2 separate regions of the Zea mays genome follow, and region 2 is linked to region 1. A link is a contact called in public Hi-C data. All regions are on one chromosome and are shown on one strand. The core of a region is the stretch at or near the end of the contact, and the rest is flanking DNA. Distances in the headings are between cores, read along the strand shown.

The links. A called contact is a pair of places that touch in the nucleus more often than the background predicts.
Region 2: a Hi-C map of ear shows a contact between it and region 1, with 2.5 times the contacts expected there. The contact joins the promoter of LOC100194145 here to the promoter of LOC103641812 in region 1. A contact is called at or near these places in 3 of 25 Hi-C or Micro-C datasets (ear, leaf and tassel).

Annotation. Positions count from the first base shown.
Region 1 is chr10:130,921,205-130,924,487 of Zm-B73-REFERENCE-NAM-5.0, reverse strand. It overlaps LOC103641812 (DNA glycosylase superfamily protein), which reads right to left and starts at 1,256. Exons shown (of 5, transcript XM_008665141.4): 1 at 65-1,256. The coding sequence starts at 548.
Region 2 is chr10:131,202,062-131,205,562 of Zm-B73-REFERENCE-NAM-5.0, reverse strand. It overlaps LOC100194145, which reads right to left and starts at 1,938. Exons shown (of 3, transcript NM_001139196.1): 1 at 1,588-1,938; 2 at 1,277-1,300; 3 at 1-193. The coding sequence starts at 1,816. It overlaps LOC100274060, which reads right to left. Exons shown (of 21, transcript NM_001148439.1): 20 at 3,190-3,383; 21 at 2,708-3,098. The coding sequence ends at 2,972.

The sequences.
Region 1 (3,283 bases), core at 7-2,506:
GACTAATTGCAGGTTACCCCTACATCAAATGCTAAAACATGCAAGCAAAACCAGAAGCACGCACCAGTATTTGCTGTCACCCATGCGCACCTCCTCTTGACACCAGCAGCATCGGTCTGATAAGCCAATCCACCCTCCCTTTCCAGCATGGAAACAGGCTTGTAATCAGTCTGAGAGAGGGTCTTCTTCTTCCTAGCCCCAAACGCCGGCCTCCCAATCCGGCCTGTGGATGCTCGGCTGCAGAACGAGTCCGTGGACGCGTCCGAGGAGCAGGACGCGTCGAGAGACAGACCCGAGCGCAGCAGCAGCTCCTGCCGACGCATCCCCGCGGGCGCGCTGAGCGAGGGCAGCAATGTGGGCACGGCGGCGGGTTTCCTCTCCTCTGTCGCCCCTGCCGCCGCGGCGGCATCCCTCCCGGGCCTCGGCGAGGGCTTCCGGCCGCGGGTAGCGGACACCGAGCGCGTCCTGCCCCCCGCGGACCGCGGTTCGGAGTCCCCGGCGCCGCCGGACGCTGGCGACAGCCGCCCCCTCGCGCTTGCCCCGGACATTGGGCCGAGCCACCGACTCCTTGCAATCTCGAACCGCCCGACAGCCCCTTCGCCCTTCGGAACCCCAGAGCGAGCTAAAATCGGCTAGGCATTGCTGCGGAAACACCGAGCTCGGGCCAGGGGGGGGGGGGGGGGGGGGGGGGGGGGGGGGGGGGGGGGTTGCAGGCAGCTCCCGCACTCGAAGCAAAACCTCAGCTCTTCCACCGAAATCCGACCAGAAAACCCTAGCAATCGCCGCCAGACCAGCCCGGCATTGCGGAGACACAGCTCCGGGCCCTCGATCCAAACCCCCACGGGCGTCAAAACCTCTCCACCCGACGCCGCAGAGTCGCAGCCACAAGGCTCCGCGGGAATCAGCACGAACAGCTCTCGAGTCTCGATGCGGGTCCCACGAGCGGCGGAACGCCCCGCGGCAATGGCGAGGGGAGGCGGCACGCCAGCGAGGCGGGAGGAAACCCTAGGAGGAGTAGGCGGGTGAAGGAAGCGAGAAGGGAGCCTCGAGGCTCGGCAGCGGCTGCTCGGCCTCGGAATTTACTGCCGCTGGTATTGGTCGGTGGAGTGGAGGGTGCTCCGTGTGCCTGCCGCGGTGGTGGTCGGCAGTAGATTTTGGCTAGGCAAGGTAGAGAAGTAGAGAGACACTTGGTGATTTCTGTCTCTGACTTGGGTGGCTCGTGCTGGCGTCGCGCCTCGCGTGTGTCGTGCGGTCTGGACCCGGGTGAAATGAAAGGGGGAGGGGAACGAGATCTGGGAGAACGAGAGCATCTTCCGCGGCTAGCTAGCAAAAATTAATTATAAAATTATTAGGTGAGTGTCTGTGCGTTGCAACGGGAACATGTAATACTGTTGAAGGAAGGGAGCAGAGGGGAGGGTGTATCGGCTGGACAGGGAAGAAGAGCACAAATCTGGGGACGACGATAGCGGCGGCGCCGTGCAAGGGAGAGTGCGGCGCAAGGGTCGGGAGGCAACGGACGTGAGCTACGATGTTAGGCGGGTCAACCAACAACCCACGCATGTGAGAGGCAAAGAACAACATTATATGAATAGTGATTAATATGATAAAATACATTGATATACAAACTCCCTTTTTTGATCACTAACCAATCATGTAGTCCACAACAGCAGGCAACATTTTATCACTAACCATTCATTGTCTGATAATACAGTCAAATTGCAAAAAGTTCATGGCATACTTTATTTCATGACATAAGAACCCTCAGTCCACCAAGCTTGTGTATAGCTCTCTCCTCAGCGACATACCTCTTGTACCTCTGCAACTTGAGTTGGGTGATACCCTGGTGCTTTGGCTTGCCATAGACAATACACTTGGGCAAAAGCCTCTTCCTACCACCACGTCTCACACGGACAAGGTACACAACATAACCCTGAAGATGAATTACCAGAACATAACATCAAATAAAATCATGACATAGGTACTCAAACTGCAATAATAAAATAAAGTAAACAAGCCTAACATAGCATACTACGTGTCTAATGCTAAAAAAGCATACACCAAAAAATAAAGTAAACTGGCAAAGTGATATAATGAGGAGCGAGCATGAGTTATATCCTAAGGAAGCAGTACTATCATCATTGTCCTTACTCATTACTCACACGTCCTTCGTAGAGTAGCCTTGTTATTCTTTATCTCTTTTTTTGCAAAGTGAGTAGCCTTGTTATTTTTTGGTTAGTGGCAGAGTGTGTTTGACTCTATCTGCATGTATGTGTGACTGTTAGTTGAATTATGATTGTTTCAGTAAGCATCTATATTCTTTTTGTAGTAGTCTAACCACAATGACAGATATATTTCAGGGTTGAAACCATCACGATATACACAAAATGGCAGCCAGCCTTCGCCGTTCATCCGATGTTTTCTTTCTCAAGGGTACGCCAACGAGCTTGCAAATACCTGCATCAGATGAATTTTATATAGTTAGGGTTAGAATAATCATAATGCATCTTGATATTAGAAATGGACACATCGGTACTTATCTCATCAACCACAAAATCCCAACAGAAATGAGTGTGCCCAACAACATGGCATGCTCCTCCATCTTTTCTGTCGCTGTGTATATCTCTCAGCTCCATCTCCAAAAAATTAGAGTCAATTACCTTAGGAAGGTATGGGTAGTAAAGCATACATTAATCTGGACACAACTCTTGTCTTCAATGTTCTATAGAAGACATTAGTTTTGGGTTTGAAGTTTCATGAACGTATACAAAGACATCCTAAATGTGATGCGCTGTCACCAATGCTATGCTTTGTCTAACAATACAACCCCACTATATATGGGCATTTCTGAAAAAGTACCAAAGTCATGCATACTGGTATACATGGGCCACGATAGGAAATTCACTGCAAGGATTTGCTAGACAACTAAACATAAAACCTACTTGAAATCTTCCAAGAACAAGAGATAGAGTAATTGCTGTGTTGTACCTTGCAGCCATTGGGGATATCTTGCAACACGCAGCCTGAAGGCACCTCGTGGAGATGAAGAGCGACGTCGTGGCCCTCTTCGCTCACCAGCACGACGCCCCCTTCATCACCATCCGCTCCCTCTCCGACCTCGCCGGCGGCGGCTCCTCGATCAGCAACGAGGCCACCACGTTCCTCGACATCGCGGCACAGAACTGATCAGGTGGGAAACAGAGGTAAGACAAATATTCCAAATTCTGAACAATATCAAAAGGACATACTATGAAACCTGAATGTTTCCCTTTGAGAATACAACTGA
Region 2 (3,501 bases), core at 689-3,188, 280 kb before region 1:
TCTGTAGCTGCATTACACTTTTCGGCTTCTCGCTGGTATTGAGTAGCTTGTCTTTTTGCTTCGACAAGAGTGGCGTTCATGTGGTGACTATGCTCCTCAGCTACAACCTGCTGCAGCTTGAGTTCCTCATTAAGAAGATCGACAAATTGCTTCTCCATCTCTTTGGCAAGCTCAGGGTTGTTTTTCCCACAATCTGCATATTTCAACACAAACTTTAAAGTTTTAGTTCAGTTAGCCTAATATTTTGATAATAGCAATAATAAGGTCAGGAAAGTGTGCATTGAAAGAAAAAGGTAGACATAGAAAACAGTGCAAATAAGGTGATTCAAATATTTCGACAATTCCTGTTCTGGAAAACTGGGTGGCTATGAGATACAAAAGCACAAGAACTAATGGTGCAGCATAGTGAGGAAGATTTGTGCAACCTTGATGAAGCAAATATACCGTCCAAATCTAAAAAGTGCCAAAATGCCAAATCTAGTTGGATGGAAGAACAATCTCTGAGCTTCATTGGATGTTATGAACGTCAACACATACTAAGGCTATCTTCAGCAGCTTACTCATCCCCATACCTATATTCAAACTCCACTTTGTGAACAGTGCGGTCTACAGTGCAAAATAGTTTTTTGGGCGACCATATGGGTGAACTGCTGGACACGGTCTAATCACAACTAACTTTCATCTATGCTATATTGTTAGGGTAATAGCCTGATGCCAAAGACTTATGAAATGCAAACCAAGATGAAGAAAAAGATATTTTTTTCTCAACAACAGGATGCTTTTAAGAAGCCTACAGTAGGTATTTCAGTAGATCGCATCATTAGACAAATCTCTGTAGTTCCGCACCTAATTATAAAATCCAACTCTTAAAGATATGCAGCACTTAACATACTTGATAGGCTAGAATTCTAGTGTTCAGCTTTTCTTTTCACATAAGACAATTTGAGGCTAAATGATTAAGAATGTGAATTTTCAGAATTCAACACATAATTTTACTTTCATTTCATAAGAACTATTTTGCTCGTGCATTTTTTGTAGTGTGAAGAATAACCCAAGTAGAAGGTTCCATAAGGTCTATAAATCACCCCATGCATCATCATAGTGACTGAACTACTGAAGGCAGCTTCACGAATTGTTCAGTTTAGTAAGTAAAGAACACAGTGATCCATGACGATTGCTGCCATTCTATCATAAGATAACCACTATGCTCATCCAAATATGAGGAAACCCATGCCTCAATTGACAGGAGTGTGAACTGTGAAGGAAGGACCCAAACCTGTTATTGAGAAGTTGGCAAGCCCTGCAATAAACACAAATTCCTGTCAGTAATGTGGACATAGCTGCAACTGGGAGTTTTCATCATAGACGATTAGACACAGCAACTAAAACTAGCTTATTTGCTACCCATATGCATGCGTCAGCTGTACCATATGCTATGGCGTTCATCTGATGACCCTAGTCCCGACCAAAATACAGATTATTATTTTTTGTTTTACCTAACGAATTATGGGTAGACATGCGTACCGACACTGATCAGGCGAGAACTGTAGGAAGATCTGGAAAGAGGGTCTGAACAGGACAGATCACCTGGGGCGATGGACTTGAGGGAAAGGGGCGCCGGGCAGTCGCAGCTGCAGGGAGGGCACGACGGGGAAGAAGCCACCGCCGCCGCGGTGGACGAGGGGGAGGAGGAGGAGAAGCCCTTCTTGTAGCGCCAGTAGAAGGCGGGGCCAGAGACCCCTAGCGCGGAGGCCACGGCCAGGATCACCAGGCACCAGCGCCCCAGCGCCGCGCGGCGCCCCCCGCCGCCAACCATCGATCCTCGGGCGTAGACGCGCGCGCAATGTGGGTTGGGAGATCTTCGCCCCCGCCGACTGCGTCTTCGCGTAGTCGCTCGGCGTGACCACCCCTGATTTCGCCTTGTTGTGGCTGGGGCACGGGCCGGTGGTGGTGGTGGACTGGTGGTGGGGCTCGGGTGGTGAGGGGAACACTGAAACAGTGGCGTGGGGGAGTGTGGGAAGTGAACTAACCGCGGATGGTTGGTGCGGAGGTAGAGCGCAAAAATGGCTAGTGCGCGCGGGGTCCCCGAGCGGATTTCCGGCAAACAACAGGGCCGCGAGAGGAGACTGGCATGCTGAGTCCAGAATCCTTGATTGAGCTTGGCAGCCTGCCACTACGCACTATCGTGCTGATTCGTGTGGAGGTGGACCCAACTTAAAGTTACCGCGCATGGACCGGATTTTAGAGAAGTCCAAGAGACTCGGTGAAGTGCCTTTGCTCGGTAAAAAAAATGAAAAGCGCCATGGCTTTCATACTCGCTTCTTCATCTGGCTCGGCATCACAGGTAGTGTTCTACAGCTGCATGTCACGACGACAGTCCTGGTGGCGGCAGGTGCAATAAGTGGATGTGAAAAGTTAAATTTAGAGAATCTGTTGGTTAACCCCACCTTGAAGAAGTTATCTATTTTAAAGAGTCGTCCATAAAACTCTATAATTGGCTAGGATTTATAACTAGACTCTTGGAGTTGCTTTATTTGGATTTCATCAACTTAAATTAGCTTAATAGCATGATATTTACTATTACATTACTGGCCGCTAACCAACTCTCGTGGAATACCAATGCCCAGTTCGATTCAAACCAAACACTTTTCCCACACACGTGGAAATGAACTCCACAAAGCTTACATCTGAGTCTCACAACACAACACAACACAACCACACATTGCTATTGTCAGATATCAACAGCACGAAATGCTGAGTCGCAGCTGATAAACACACAGCAAGGTTCGAGCTCAAGATAACAAGGCTCCCGACACCACCCTAGGGTCACTAAACGCGTCGTAGCTCCACATTAGCATTCACAAGAAACGGATATGCACCTACCTTGACTGCAGCGGCGCACATAGAGTATGGCATTGTGCCAAAAGTCCAAATGAAGGCAGGCAGGTATGGGTACGGCCCATCAAATAACTCATTGGCCGATTCGCACGCCAAGAATGCACTGTGCGAGATGAGTCACGTACGGCTCCGCTTGTGAACTGTTACTCAGCGTAGGAGCAAGACTCTGCAGCTCTGAATTGAACGCTGCTTCAAATTTCCTGCAGCCAGCCAAGACCAATGCGATGTTAGATGGGTGGAACTTAATTTAATACCAGCGTTTCAAGGGTAGATAGAGGAGCGGATACGTACAGGATCGACTCTGACATGACAACATTCTCTGATGCTAGTTTCAGCTGCTGGTCTCTGTCCTGTGATTTATCGATTCTTGATCTTGACTTCCTAGACTTCGATGTGTTCTCAGAGTTAGCGACATCGATAGATGGCATCAAGATCTGGATGGAAGTGGCATACTGAAGGCATAAACCTTTCAGCTTCTCGACTTTCTGTGAATGCAAATAAATAGAACAATGATAAGAATTGATTCTTTCAAAAAAAAATCTTGAATGGTACCAAGAAAAAGCTATCAACCAAAAGTTACTGTTTTATCTTCTTTTCTTTTAG